Regions from separate parts of the Macaca mulatta genome. Here region 2 is linked to region 1. Evidence: chromatin contacts called from public Hi-C data. All regions are on one chromosome and are shown on one strand. Each heading gives the region's core, a stretch centred on a gene start, on an enhancer-like site or on the middle of the called end of the contact. The rest is flanking DNA. Distances are from core to core; before and after follow the strand shown. Region 1 holds the start of SRSF3 (serine and arginine rich splicing factor 3). Region 2 holds the start of STK38 (serine/threonine kinase 38).

Region 1 (4,909 bases), core at 356-2,855:
CTCTCTCTTTTTTTTTTGAGACGGAGTCTCGCTCTGTCACCCAGGCTGGAGTGCAATGGAATGATCTCAACTCACTGCAACCTCTGCCTCTCGGGTTCAAACAATTCTCCTCTCTCAGCCTCCCGGGTAGCTGGGATTACAGGTGTGTGCCACCGCGCCGGACTAATTTTTGTGTTTTTAGTAGAGATGGGGTTTCACCATATTGGCCAGGCTGGTCTTGAACTCCTGACCTCAGGTGATGGGCCCGCCTTGGCCTCCCAAAGTGCTGGGATTACAGGCGTGAACCGTCACACCCAGCCTTTTTCTCATTTTTTTTTTTTTTTAGAGCAGATATAACAAGTAAATTTAGCAATACGTCAGACTAGACTGAAAGGGGTTTAGGGTGGGGGTATATTTGGGGGCAGGAGACTAGCTGAACTGTTCAGGAAATCTTGGTGATTTTTATTTTCTTCCTTTTTTTTGACACGAAGTCTCGCTCTGTGGCCCAGGCTGGAGTGCTGTGGGAGGATCTCAGCTCACAGCAACCTCCACCTCCTGGGTTCAAGTGATTCTTCTGCTCTCCTCCCAAGTAGCTGGGATTACAGGCGCCCGCCACCACGCCCGACCAATATTTGTATTTTTAGTAGAGACGGGATTTCACCATGTTGGCCAGGCTGGTTTTGAACTAATGACCATGTTGGCCAGGCTAGTTTTGAACTCTTGACCTCAAGTGATCCGCCTGCCTCGGCTTCCCAAAGTGCTGGGATTACAGGCGTGAGCCCGGCGCCCGGCCCTTGGTGATTTTTCTAAGCTTATCACAGTCTCTCTCCCCTTAGAGTTAATTATTCTTGTGGCTCTGTGTTCCTAAGGGAAGTGGTCCGGACAAAATACATGCCAGGCAGTGCAAGGGCTGCTAGGAGAAAGGCCCGAGATACCCCTCCCGGCATTCGCTTGGGGGCCCACAATTTACATTCAATCTTCTTCAGAAACTTCCTTTTCCCGGTGTTTGCTAAAGGTGATAGTTTCCAGGTCACCTGACCGGTCTCCTTTGCTGTCAGCGCCAAGTCCTGCAAGTTTGCGTGAGAGGCGAGAAACCAGCAAGAGTTGGGCAAACTTTTCAAACCAGGTTTTTCCTTCAGGGTGGAATCTAGGCGGCCACAGTCTGGTGCCAGCTGGGTCACAAACAGCTCCGTGACCTGTTTGTAAACGCGATGCTCTTAGGTCCAGCCTAACCGCTCACAAGGGTGAAGCACTTAATTAATTCATCTCTTAATCTTGTTAGGAGCCAACGGCTCCGATTAGTGTTTGGGCGTGACGGGGACGGTGCTGTTTATGAAGTCCCAGCCCATTTGGAGGTTAGGAAGAGGGGTCTGTGGGTAACTTGAAGGTCGACACACTAGGAAGAACGCTCGAGGGAGCGCCAGGCCTGTTACAACGAGCGCGCGCGCCGGCGCACTTCTCCACCCACCCGGCGCAACCGCCAGAGCGCGCTCCCAGCAACCGCGGCTCTCGCTGCGTTTGTAGCCACTACGTCACGGCCTCTTCTGCTTCTCATTGGGCGAGTCCGTCCAATCATGTGATTCCAGTATGGCGTATAAATAAAGGCGAGGAGAAAGCGGTGGTCCGCCATTTCGTGGACGCCGGGTGAGCGAGAGCATTGGTGGGTGTTGGGTCGGAGGAAAGCAGGAAGACCCATCGGAGCGTGTGGATTTGAGCCGCTGCATTTCTTAACCCTAGATCTCGGTAAGAGACCAGCGAAAGAGGGAGTGAGGTGGAAGTGGAATTTAACCGTACCAAGGAGGAGCCAGGCCCAATGGCGGCGCCAGATTGAGACAAAGAGGCGCCGCCGCCATTTTGTGACGTTCAGCACGGGGCGGTGGCGGGGGTTCCCGGCCCATCAGAGGGTTTCCTAGTCTTGGGGTGGAGGTGTTTATATTCCTCAGTGGGTGATGAGCCAGGATAGGGGGTTACCCGGGAGTTGGGAACCACAAAGGGGACCGATAGCCGAGTTGTATTCCAGGTCGCAGCCTTTTTATGTTTATGGCGCCTTTTTTTTGGGCCCATCATTTAATTGGGAAGCTCCTCGGAATGCTTTTGTAAAGTCACTAACCAAGACTGGACCTTCTAATTCATGTTAAATGGCCCCCGTAATCACTTTTACTTTAATGTAGTTTCAGTTTTTGCAGCCTGAATCTAATCACTTTTTTCTAAGACCGAACGATCTTCCTTGAACTTATTAAGATTCGTTCTTTCAGCCGCCTCCCATTAAAATGTAGGCTTAAGACAGATGCCAGCAGTGTTTTTAAAGATTTTCACCAGTGGTTTGATCTTAGAACTCCTGGGCACAGGGTGTGGTCACAGCAAGTAGGATGTGTCTGGACTGGATATTTTAATTAGACGAGCCCAGAGTAAGAACGTGGTGTTTATGGAAAGCACTTCAGCTAAATTATTGAGTATATGGTTTTTATGTAATTGAAACTGGTCTACAAGTTTATCAGATTCATCGCCGAAGTGACGACTAAGTAATAAAGCTTAATCAAATGTAAGTCCGCCAAGGAAAAACAAAAAAATAAGTCCCCAAAGTGCAGTGAATTTTTGAGTAGCAAATACCTCTTTGTAGCTTTTTATTAAAGTAAAATTATCCCAAAGTGGTATTTAGTATAATCAGTGTTGTGTAATCATCACTTACACGTAGTTCCAAAACATTTCCGTCACCCCCCACCGCCCCCAGGAGACTCCTACCCATTGAGCCCTTACTCCCAGTTTCCCTGTCCCACTTCCTCCAGTCACTAGCCACCACTAATCTCTCTCTCTGAACTTAGCTATTTTAGATATTTAGTATTTATGGAATCGTGTATTTTTATGTCTGGCTTCTTTAGCGTAATGTTTTCAAGATTTTCCAACGTTGGAGTATTTGTCAGTACATCATTCTGAACAATACTCATTTTATGTCTATACCACATTTTGCTTATCCGTTTCTGTTGATGGACATTTGGGTTAACACCTTTTGGCTACTGTGAATAAGTGCTGCTATGAGCTTACGTTTAAAAAAAAAACTGGAAAGTTGGTCTCGTTGCTTGAGAAATTCTTACTGCATAAGACTTTGGTCTATTTAATGACATGTGATAGCAGCCTTGTTCCTATGATTTCAAATGACCAAAATAGGCATGCATTTATTTATTTTTATTTTTTTGACGATGGAACCTCGCTCTGTCGCCCAGACTGGAGTACAGTGGCGCGATCTGGCTCACTGCCACCTCCGCTTCCCGGGTTCAAGCGATTGTTCTGCCTGAGCCTCCCGAGTAGCTGGGACTAAAGGTGTGCGCCACCATGCCCGGCTAATTTCTGTATTTTTAGTTGAGACGGAGTTTCACCATATTGGCTAGGCTGGTCTCGAACTCCTGACCTCGTGATCCGCCTGCCTCGGCTTCCCAAAAGTGCTGGGATTACAGGCGTGAGCCCGGTCCATGGGCTTTTTTTTTTTTAAATGAAAAGTTGGCTTTTTATTAAAGCTGATACGTTTTGGCTTATGTAGGCACTTTGAATCCCTTTTCTGGTAGTGTAACCTAAAGGACTAGCTTTCTTCATCATTGTTGTATTTGGTTTTGAGTCCCCAACAGAACTCTTTTATACTTTTCTAGAAATGCTTTATTTGGGGGATTAAATAAAATAACAGGTTAAGTCTTTAACTCACGGCCCAGATGATGGTAAATGCTCCTCCAGTGTTCTCACGTTCCAAGGAAGCTGTTTTTTCCTTCACTAATTGCTGGCTTCCTGAGGGTCAGGAGAGTAAAAGTTATGGGGGAACAGGTGCTTAGCAGTAACATTTCTTGTTTGGTTTCTAGCATTTTGGAATTAAGTTTTTTTTTCTCTTTACATGCTACCTTAAACTCTTTTGTGCACCATAATGGAATTCTTTCTAAGGATCTGTGGTTTTAACTGTAGATGTTTAGATAAATGAATATTTTTGGTATTTTTCATTACAGAAATGCATCGTGATTCCTGTCCATTGGACTGTAAGGTTTATGTAGGCAATCTTGGAAACAATGGCAACAAGACCGAATTGGAACGGGCTTTTGGCTACTATGGACCACTCCGAAGTGTGTGGGTTGCTAGAAACCCACCCGGCTTTGCTTTTGTTGAATTTGAAGATCCCCGAGATGCAGCTGATGCGGTCCGAGAGCTAGATGGAAGGTGATTTAAATTGATACAAATGTATTGCTTGTATTTTTCATATTTAAAATGTACAGGATATGTGGCTCTTAGATCTGGCTTTCCCAATCACTGGCCAATTGTATCTTTAGATACAATTGGGATTTTTTTTTTTTTTTTGAGACGAGTCTTGCTCTGTCACCTGGGCTGGAGTGCAGTGGTACGATCTCGGCTCACCACAGCCTCCGCCTCCTGGGTTCACGTGATTCTCCTCCCTCAGCCTCCTGAGTAACTGGGACTATAGGCATGTGCCATTATGCGGGGCTGATTTTTGTATTTCTAGCAAAGATAGGGTTTCACCATGTTGACCAGGCAGGTCTCGAACTCCCGACCTCAGGTGGTCTGCCTGCCTGGGTCGCTCTCCCAAAGTGCTGGAATTACAGGTGTGAGCCACTCTGCCCAGCCAGGATCAAATATTTTTAAGAGTAGTTGTGAACTGATACTTGTTTAAAAAATTGTTTACAAAATGGTTACGCGGGTTTGTTGTATCTTTACTTTTATGTGTTTGAAATACTTATTCCAGAAAGTGAATCAGTTACTATCTCCCTTTGTGTTAATAGTGTCCTGTTAGCTGGCTAAGTAAGGCCTGAGTATTGACCTCCATGCCCCCACCCCGCTTTCCTCATCTTTGGAAATATAATGGAAAAAAGGGTCTGAGCGTTCACTGTAAAGCTACATGAAAGGTTGGTCAATTCAAGCAGGCCGTAGTAAAGTTTTC
Region 2 (4,895 bases), core at 948-3,447, 43 kb before region 1:
CACCACTGCACTCTAGTCTGGGTGGCAGAGTGAGAATCCTTTTCAAAAAAAAAAAAGAATAAAGACTACATTTACACTGATGGGTATATCAAAAATGTTTTGACTAATTTAAGTAGCTGGCATTACTACCTAAACTTTTAAAAAGATCAAAAGGACAATAAATGAACTCAAAGATGCTCAAATATTAGACCAACAAATTCTTAAGCAGAGTGTTTTTCAACTTTTAGAGTTTCTAATAAAATGATAAAGATTGCACTCTCCTTCCCTTTGACCTTTTAAACCCTCCTCCACTTCCTCTATTGTAATATTAAAAATTTAGCCTAATTCTAATATCCTTTAATCAAAAGATGTAATTAATATTGCCCTATAGCAATTCATAGGTTTACGGGTCGGCCAACTTTTCTTAAGACAGAACTATCCCTCAGGCTTTCCATAATTCAAGCCTTCCTGCCCTGACCTAGAAGCCATTGGAGGCCTTTGCCCTGTTTGTTTCATTCTTCAGCTCTGCACAATTAGGAAATAACAGGTGGCTGAGAAATTCTTCAAAGTTTTAAAAATTAACAAAAGGAATTGATCCTCATAAAAGTCAGGCTAAGGCCTGCAAACTCAAAAGGAAGTCAAATGAAAAGCATTATGCGATTCAATCTATATGGTTATGCCTGGCTAACTGATTGACTTTACAATGGTACTCTATGATCACTATAAATAACCCTCTCGCAACAATCTGGACTTCATTTCTTTGCGGCTGACAACCCATTATCTTTCATTTGGACGATTCAACATTGAAGCTAAGATTACTGCTTAAGCCGCACGTCTAATTTCTCCCACTGAACTGTAAATCCTACTGAACAGTAATCCCTACCTACACTAGAAAGCAAGCACCACGTCTTATGCTTGTTTTAATGTTCGTCCCCCATTTCATGCACAGTGCTATGCACTTAGCACCTTAAGAAAGATTAACTAGGAAAAATACCCATTTTTGATGGCCATTCCGAGCGTGAGGTGTTTATGTGTGATGTTTATGTGTGATGGGGGATAGGGCTGGGACATGAAATGGTTTGCTATAGCGTTCTCTCCTCTTACGAGGAAGCTAGTATCTAACGTTTAGGGTGGGGAGGAGAGTCTGTTATCGTAGTGGTGGTTGTTTTATGTTTAGGGAAACCAAATATACTGCCTGGCTAATTCAGAGGCAGGGTGAGTTGAAAGGGTGGAGACACTCAGGGTCTACTTCACTCCAACCCTCCTCGGTGCATTTCAAAAAGAACAAGTTTCTCTCCGTGTCTTTTAGTCGTTTCAGAGTGAACTGAGAGATCTGGTCTCTCTGCCGGCCGTGCTGCCCGCTTTCTGACACAGACTTTCCTCTCAGCCCTTATCGACTTTTTCCTTTCCTCTGGCTGTTGCTTTTCCACTCTCTTCTTAAGAAACTTCCCTGCCTTTCCTGTGATTTTAAGCTTATCTGAAGCCCAGTATCTTAAGACTAACGGAGAAAGGAGCCGACTCAAAGATACCACACCCCAAGGGGGCTTTCGACATCTCTGCCTCAGACTACAGTTCACAGACCCCAGAAGGAAAAGGAGATGAAAACTGGTGATGACCGAGATCCCTGAGGGACTGACTGGTGGCAGGGAGCAGACAAAGGTGGCAACATGGAAAGGAGAGCCTGGCTCCCGCTCCAACTGCAGAAGGAGAAAGAGAAAGGACGGGGTGGAGAGGCTGGGACTGGGAAAATGTGGAGGGCCAACAAGGGGCATCTGGAGACGGGGGAAGAAGAGGGCTGAGGACAGGGGAGGAGAGGGGACGAGAGGCTGAGAGGTTAGGGCTTGAAAGAGGGCGTCGGCGAGAAGGAGAAAGCCCGAGGAGTCGGCGGTTGGGGAAGGAGGAGATAAAGGAAGAACCCTGGGATGGAGTGAAGACGTCGGCAGCAAGCAACTCACCAGAGCCCCGGGAGAGGCAGGGCTGGGGGCGGCGGAGAGCCGCAGACGCCCCTTCTACCAGTAGTCTCGACGTGAAGGCTGGCGAAGCCCCGGCGGCGGCAGCCAACGAGCCAAAGACGGGAGGGGACGCGTGAGGGTCTCTGAGACAGGGGGCGACGGGCTGTTGCGGGTGAGGACAACAGGAAGCGTTCCAACTGCCGGAAAAGACGGGAGCGCTAAGGGGCCAAGGCAGCCTGGTCCCCCGCCGCGGAGACGGGCTGGAGCGGCAACCCGGGGCCGAGACTACGCATGCGCGACTTCCCGGTGAGGCCGGGATTGAGGGACTGCGCGTGCGTGGCCCCGCCTTGCCCCTCCCTTCACCCCCAGTCTGGAGCTGGCGGGACCTGGGTGAGGCCAGATGTGTGAGTGTGGGGCGGTGGCGAAGTAGGCTGGGCTGAGGGGGAAGTTCCCTTGTTTTCTTTTATTTTACTTTTTACTTCGAAATAATTATGGACTCACAAGAAGTTGCAAAATTAATATATACAGGTTCCGTATACCGTCACCCACTCAGCTTACCTCAACATTTTTCATAAGATACAACATTCTCAAAGCCAGGAAATTGACATTGTCACAATACAGTTAACTAAACCAATACAATTAACTTCATTACAGACCATACTCGGATTTAACCTGTTTGGCATGCAGTCATGTGCGTGTGTATGTGTGTGTAGTTATATGAAATGTTATCACCTGTATAGTTGCCACCTACTCCCCTACCCCGTGTAGAGCAGGTCTGCTGGAGCCTTTGGCCCCCCTCCTCTTCCTCAAAGTAAGGACCTTACCTGGGATAAGGTGAGCTCTCATAGGTTTGGGAGGTTGCCCAGAGGGCGACCCAGTGTGGACAGAAGAACGTGCTTTTCAAGGCCACCCAACTCTTATTCTGTACTACTTTAGGGGGTAAAGAGGTCCCAAGTTTCATGGCCTTTGGGCACTCCTCGTTTCTTGAGAATGGAGCACAATGCCCTCAACTACAAAGTGTCAGGCTCCTGGAAACTAAGATGAATGAGACATGGTCCCTGACTGCCTGCAAAGGGGTCATCTAGGGAGAGAAGGAAGCATGTGCTGCGAGTCATTAATTCATTTCATCTTCAAAGCCCAGTTTCCTTTTGTCTAGCCTCTTACAAAAATCACTTCTGGCCAGGCACCGTGGTTCGTGCCTGTAATTCCAGCACTTTGGGAGGTCCAGGTGGGAGGATCGCTTCTTGAGCCCAGGAGTTTGAGACCAATCTGGGCAACATAGGAGACTCCACCTCTTAAAAAATGTTTTTAGTTGGCCAGCATGGTGGCACGTGCCTGTGGTCCCACCTACTGGGGAGGATGAAGCAGGAGGACTGATTGAGCCCAGGAGTTCAGGGCTGCTATGAGCCATGATCATGACACTGCACCCCGGCCTGGGCAACAGAGGGAGATCCTGTCTCAGTCAATCACTACATACATATCAATCAATCACTTCGCCTTTCATTCTCTCTGCCCAGAGGCCCTTCTCCCCAAATGCCTGTTGTCAAAGTCCTACCCATCCTTAAGCTTTTAATAATAGTCCAAGATGTTTGCATAATGCTTTACAGTTTACAAACAACTTTCACTTATTTCATCTCACTAGGTCCTCACTTTGGCAGTGACACAGGAGGTTTTGCAGATAAAGTAATTGACACTCAGAGAAGCTAAGTGACTTGCCTGAATTCCCACGGCTAGTAAGCCAAGTAACCAAGAGGGGAACCCCATTTCCTGTCTGCAAATCCAATGTTCTTTCTCCTTTTCCCTTTCCTTCCTCCAAAGCCCAGCTCAAACCTTATCTTCCTCCTGGAGCTTTCCCAGTTTCAGAAGAGGAATTTCACTTTCTCTTCTCTCCTCCTATATATATGGGTTTTTGTTGTTGTTTGTTTTCTGACAGAGTCTTGCTCTGTCGCCAGGCTGGAGTGCAGTGGTGCGATCTCAGTTCACTGCAACCTCCACCTCCTGGGCTGGGCTCAAGCGATTCTCCTGCCTCAGCCTCCTGAGTAGCTGGGACTACAGGCACACACCACCATGCTCAACTAATTTTCTTTTCTTTTCTTTTCTTTTCTTTTTTTTTTGTATTTTTAGTAGAGATGGGGTTTCACCACGTTGCCCAGGATGCTCTCAATCTCTTGACCACGTCATCTGCCCGCCTCTGCCTCCCAAAGTGCTGGGATTACAGGTGTGAGCCACCATACCCGGCCTTCTCCTCCTATATTAATTTATCTGTACCACAACTCAAATAAGCACTAAAGTTTTCCTTAAAACAGCCCAGCCAAATTATGCTGCTCTTTCTGCAGGAACCCAAAAGGTGACATTTTACCAAGATTCCAATAACTATAATGGACATTTGTCATTCTTTTTGGCCACTCAAGCATCTGAATCCCTTTCCTGTCACCACCACCACAACTGAAATCACTTATACCCATCCCAGACTCTGAGTTAGAAATTAGAATGATCCGACCTGCATAATTCTGATGTTGTCACATCCCAGTATTTGTTTGTTTGTTTGTTTGTTTTTTGAGACAGGGTCTCACTCTGTCATCCAGACTGGAGAGCAGCAGCACAATCGTAGCTCACTGCAGCCTCGAACTCCTGGGCTCAAGCAATCCTCCCACCTCAACCTCGTGAGTAGCTGGGACCAAAGGTGCACATGACCTTGTTCGGCTAGTTTTTTAATTTTTTGTAGAGACAGATCTCACTATGTTGCCCAGTCTGGTCTCAAACTCCTGTTCTAAGGTGATCCTCCTACCTCGGCCTCCCAATGTGCTAGGATTACAGGCATGAACCACCTTACACAGTGAGTCGAGCTTTATTTTAAATTTTGATGTCTTGTTCATCATGGATTTTTTGCATTCATTTTGATTTTTGAAAAACATTGCATTAATATAGTCTTTATCTTGATTACTGAGTTTTTTGTGCCCAAGG

The links. A called contact is a pair of places that touch in the nucleus more often than the background predicts.
Region 2: a Hi-C map of CD4 T cells shows a contact between it and region 1, with 2.1 times the contacts expected there. The contact joins the promoter of STK38 here to the promoter of SRSF3 in region 1. A contact is called at or near these places in 3 of 14 Hi-C or Micro-C datasets (CD4 T cells, fetal cortex germinal zone and fibroblasts).

What each region holds. Positions count from the first base shown.
Region 1 is chr4:145,661,884-145,666,792 of T2T-MMU8v2.0, reverse strand. SRSF3 (serine and arginine rich splicing factor 3) reads left to right here and starts at 1,605. Exons shown (of 6, transcript XM_015136252.3): 1 at 1,605-1,722; 2 at 3,966-4,173. The coding sequence starts at 3,968.
Region 2 is chr4:145,705,665-145,710,559 of T2T-MMU8v2.0, reverse strand. STK38 (serine/threonine kinase 38) reads right to left here and starts at 2,197. Exons shown (of 14, transcript NM_001260590.1): 1 at 1,935-2,197. It overlaps LOC144340435 (a long non-coding RNA gene), which reads left to right. Exons shown (of 2, transcript XR_013416542.1): 2 at 29-2,223.